Regions from separate parts of the Bos taurus genome. Here region 2 is linked to region 1. A link is a contact called in public Hi-C data. All regions are on one chromosome and are shown on one strand. The core of a region is the stretch at or near the end of the contact, and the rest is flanking DNA. Distances in the headings are between cores, read along the strand shown.

Region 1 (2,613 bases), core at 61-2,560:
GTGAGCAGTCAGGCTCCAGTCTTTTTTACTTTACCTTCATGACCAAGGAGAGGAACTTATTGTTTAAATTGTTAAACTACATAAATGATTATTGTTTCATCTTTGAAAATCAGCCTATTGAATCTTAATGCTGACCTTCCCACACATATTTCAGCAACCCTGAAATTTCAGTATTAAAATCATAATTTTGTCAAGGGCTAAACTGTGTTGGAGAAAAAAAACACAAGCCTATTTTTTTTTTCCTCTTCAGTTTTGTCTAGAAGATACAACTAACAACACTTAAGGTAGGGGAGGAGTCAAACAAAATCCAAATAGGAATCTTTTATAAAAATGTTAAAAGCGAAAAGAAAAGGGCTAGAGAAGAAAAAACAAGAACACATCAATTGTGGCAGAGGGAACTAAAGTGCAATTATCTCCTACAAAGCACCTGAGGATGATTTGGGAGGAAGATGGCCAAGTGCTGAAAATTTAACTTTCCAAGCGAGAGGATTTGGGGGAAAAGATTAAACAAGACTGCAGAAAAAGTCGACGTGCTGGACAGAAAAGGAGATGGGGCTTGGTAGAAGCATAAATGAGACCGAGGAAAAGGACCTGACATAACGAAGCCAACAGATGGAAAATGGAGTTGGGAGTGGGAGCGATTACTGGGTCTAGGATTCAGAAGAGGGAAATGCGGGCGGCAATGATGGGCTTGGGGAGAGTGGGCGGGATGGGGTTGTGGAAATAAGGATGAAGGCGTATAGAAGTTGAGTCGGGGAAGGGGCCCAGGTTGAGGGAAGAAGAGTTTAAGGATGGAACTGGGCAGAAAGGGGTATGTGCAGAGGGAGAATGAGCTAGGCAGAAGGCCGAGGGAGCTCGGGAACCAGGTGGGGAAAACCAGCAAGAGCAGAGCAGCAAGGAAGAACGCTGGGAGGCCAACAGACTGCCAGGATGGAGTGGAAAACCCAGAAAGGGATGGGCTGAAAGCAAACTGGAGAAAGAGAGTGAGGTTGGGTGGGGGGTGGGGGTGTGGAGAACAGCGTTGGGGGCAGAGAGAGGGTTTGAAGGGGAAAAGGCCAAACTCGCGTGGACGAGCAGAGACGCAACCTGCTGCGAGCTCTCCGAGGCTGCCAGGAGGTGGGGACAGGGGTTTGGCCGGAGACGTCCTCACCGTTAAGTCCTTAAAGGACGTGCCTGGGAGAAAGGGCAGGCCATGCACTGGGTTAGACACCATCGCGCCCGCTCTCGCTGCAACCACCCGAGTAGGGTTTGGCTCTCCTGGGTTGCCAGGGGAACCAGCGGCGTTCTGGGCGGCCCGGCAGCTCCATGGTAACGCCAAACACGCCGAGCGCTTGCGGAAGAGGGGCGGGGCCCGAGACGCAGGAGTGTCCGGTCAGCGCGTGCGCAGCCCGTGGACTAGACGTTCTCGCGGGAGTGTGGCCGAGCGGAGCTGGCCCCGCCCCGCGCAGTCACATGAGAACACGGGGCGGGGCGAGGCGAGGTGGTTTGGGATGACGTGGTGGTTCTCCCCTTGAGGGTCCGGGTTCCGGGCGGGTCCTTAGATCAGTGACAGGGGAAGGGTCCTTCCTTCGCTCCATCCCAGTCCTCACCTCACCTCACCTCGCCCGTCCCGCTCGCTCTTCTCCCACCCGTGGGAAAAAGGCTCTTGTCCCAGTTCACACGGAAGTGTCACTGGTTGGTTCCGGTTGAAAGTGTTACTTCTGAACCCGTGCTTCCCTGGGGCCAGGGACTGAGAAATATTCATTATTGTAATTCTGTTGTTCAAGGATGTTCAATAAACAAAAGCAACTGACTGGTGCCTAATCCTCCAACTACGTCATTCAAGTTTTTTCCTACTTTACCTTTCTGAAGGAAATGGCAACCCACTCCAGTATTCTTGCCTGGAGAATCTAATGGACAGAGGAGCCTGGCGGGCTACATACAGCCCATGGGGTCGCCAAGGGTCGGACACGACTGAGCGACTAAGCGCAGCACATTCTATTTCTACACCCTCCTTCACAGGCCTTGGTGGGGGCGGGGGGGTCTTACATATTCACCGCAGGACACTCAGTATTTGTTGACTGGAGAGCTACACGGCGCTCCTGTCAATTCTCTGAGTATCTACGATCACTACCTACAGTTGCAATAAAAAGATCAGACCCACGAGGGGAAATACATCTTCCAAGAAAAATTTGTCATAGCAGAGAAGCAAATAAGCGCGGTGATAAATTGTCAAAACCGTAGGTACTCTTTTTACAAAACTTGTTTAAATTATTATCCCTTAAAAAATGTAATCCTGTACTTGAAACATCTTCAAGAAAGGAAAAAACAAGCTATCAGAAGCGCTGAGGAGCTTAAAAAGAAAAACAAAACCCAGATGCCTGGACATTGGATTCATTGGGTTTGAAATGGGGCCCAGGCATCTGATTTTTATAACAGCTGTTTCTGAGAATGAGCCAGTTTAACGGAGTGCAATAGAGTAGCAAGCTTCGCGCCAAAGGCATCCATGTCATGGGTGGTTTACTGCCAATACAGACAAAGGCTTTAGTTTTACTGCTGCTTGTCAGAGTAAATCCCCCTGATGGGTTTCACTAACAGGCGTAAACCTCAGGGGGCCCAGGCCATCAATCCACT
Region 2 (2,613 bases), core at 74-2,573, 200 kb before region 1:
AAAATTTCTGATGACCATCAGTCAGTTCTCTCTCTCCTCTTCCTGGGAGTGTGAGGTATACAGAACAGTTCTAGCCTGTTTATGAAAAATACTTTTTCTTGTTGAATATTTAAATCAGATAAGTGTTTTAAAAACTGAAGTTGCTGTGTCCCTGGAAAGGATTTGGACTGCACAGATTTCAACGAACTTCCTTAAACTCTGTTACTTGTTCTAATATTAAAAGAAAAATCAAAATTGACAAAGGGCTTTCTTTAGTTGCATGTGTTTACAGCCTAGTTACTACCCAAACAGGCTAAAGAGTAGGTTTAAAAACAACAACAACAGCTCTACAGAGCTCTATTGCCCATTCATCTGTCTGCATATAAATTATTGGATCTATTTACAGTCCAAATGCTAGAAACCCCCAAGTACTTGAATAGCAGGCTCTTGTATTTCTGTCTCTTTAATCCTAGGCTGATCTGACCATTGCCAGCAATAGAATTTAGCTGGTGAGTCCAACGTGAAATCAACGAGGGCTGATCTTTTCCATTCTTGAAGTTGGCTTTGACAGGGACCACAGGAGTCAATGGGACCTCTGTGTGTGGATGGGATTCCCAGGAGAGTCAGGAAGGGACGGATGATTCATGAGATAAAACATCCCAAAGGGACTCCACTTCCCTTTTAATTTTGTGTCCATGTGAGGAATTTTGAAAACCAATGCTGCTGAAGACAAAATTCCCATCATGAGCTAAACAGGCTCCCTGACAGAGAGGAAACACAAGCTTCTGAGAACCAGGGTCCAATTCTCTTTACATAGAGGCCACACCGGTGAAGAAGGGCACCCAGCCAAGTAGGGTGCATGTTCTTTCAAATGGGACGGGGGCCTTGACCCCCTTCTGAAGAACCTTTTTCCACTCTGATTCCATAAGAATAAGTCAGTAATCTGCTCTGAGTGATCAAATGCCATTTTTCTCTGAGTCTGCTTGTCTCTGCTTCCTTTTTGTTCTGTGTAGCTGCTTCAGCTTTTTGAATGGCTTTTTCTGTCCTAGTTTATCACAGGTTTGAGTTGCATCCGTATCGGGAGTTCTCTCTTATGGTAGATTTGGCACCAACTGGAGAAGTTGAAACCCTCCCTAAGTCAGATCCAGTTCCAGGGAACCCCAGGGAACCATCCGTGCACTTTGGATGCAGTGGTTTGGGTTTTATCTGAGTTTTGTCTCATTTGCTGCAACCTGGAACATACTTGATTATGTAAGAAGTTTTACAAACATGGGTCTAGTCTGGCCACAGAATCCACTCCCTGCCCCCACCCTGCAATCTCGAAAGCCCAGCAACCTGCTGGGGTGCGTCCTCTGGGTCAGCTGCCGTCTAATCCAAGTTGACAACTTGAGAAGGGCTCCTGCAGGTGGACTTTCTACCTTTGAAGACCCAGGCCCCGTGGGGGACCACCCTGCTGCCACATCTTTCCGGCTGCTCCCTGGGAATGTTTTGTTCTTTCAGTTACATCTGGATCCAGCTAATGAAAACAGAATGTGACAGATAGTCTATGTTGGGGATTTTTCTGCCTTTATTCCTCCTCTCCTCCAAAATGCAGAGAAAGGCTAATCATAAATTAGCCTTCACCACAGGTATTGTGAGTCCCTCCAGTTTCCTCTTGTTTTTAGAGGTTTTACCCCTCTTGTAAAAATGCACAAGGACAGCATGCTTGTTACAGAAAAAGTAGGTAAAAAGAAAAACATCTTAAAATGATTTTTCAGTAAAAATATCAGGCTGAGGTATTGCCTGATACTTTGCTCCTTCCAGTCTTTCTAACTCAGCTCCTGCTCACTTTCATCAAGTACTGATCTTACCCTTCACGGGGACAGTGCCCCTAGCAACCAACATTTTTTTTTTTGTTTTATTCCTAAACTGCTTTAGTGAAGTTACTTTAAGAAAAGTGTTCTCCCAAACAAAATGCAAAAGAAACATATCCATGATAGAACAAAATATTTTAATGAACAGTTTAAACAACTCTTTTATAAGTGAGTTTCTGAATGGGCCATGGCACCGCTTCTTAGGGTGGCTTCCTCTGACCAGCCTTAGTCCTGATGTTACACGAGCCTGGGTAATTTGTCTCTTGTGGGTGACATCCAGAGTTCTCTATTTAGGCCCTCTGAACAGTGGTTCAGGCTGGTTGCCAGGCTGACCAGGCTCTCAGCTCCCAATCTGCGGGATGATGCCTTTTCTTGCACATTCTTATTCTATGCCTCTACAACCTCCTTTTCCCATTTTGGGGATGATAGTGTGTCAGGTATGAACCGCAAGTCATAAATTGAGGAAAGACCTTGAGGATTCTTTGTCTGTAAACAAACTTACTTTCTACTTCAAACCTCCATTTAATATGATGGTAGGAGTTTAATCTGTCCAAGTGGGTTTACACACGGGTACAGATCTGCCTCGTCTGGGCCACAGTCTATCCACGCTGGTATCCCGCAGTGGATGCCTGCTCTCACCTGGCCTTTGCACTGTGCAGGTCAGTGCTAAGTCATCCCTGACCCAAGGCCCCCAGTTCCAGCTTGCTTTCAGCTCAACCCTTTACTGCTTGGAGCACAAAGGTCTTCTATCGCGCATGGTGCTGGGAAAGCAGGAGCCTCC

What was found. Hi-C and Micro-C count contacts between places; a contact is called where the count stands out from the background.
Region 2: a Hi-C map of liver shows a contact between it and region 1, with 2.5 times the contacts expected there. The contact joins the enhancer-like site here to the promoter of EFHC1 in region 1. A contact is called at or near these places in 2 of 11 Hi-C or Micro-C datasets (liver and skin fibroblasts).

Annotation. Positions count from the first base shown.
Region 1 is chr23:24,841,843-24,844,455 of ARS-UCD2.0, reverse strand. It overlaps EFHC1 (EF-hand domain containing 1), which reads right to left and starts at 1,310. Exons shown (of 11, transcript NM_001192244.1): 1 at 1,151-1,310. The coding sequence starts at 1,213.
Region 2 is chr23:25,038,016-25,040,628 of ARS-UCD2.0, reverse strand. No RefSeq gene overlaps it. Among named protein-coding and RNA genes, the nearest start is that of TMEM14A, 17 kb to the left of the region's middle. Within about 2 kb of position 1,323, at least 1 of the 102 cell types and tissues checked has an H3K27ac peak or open chromatin away from gene starts, as enhancers often do. A contact at or near this core is called in liver, where this site is marked.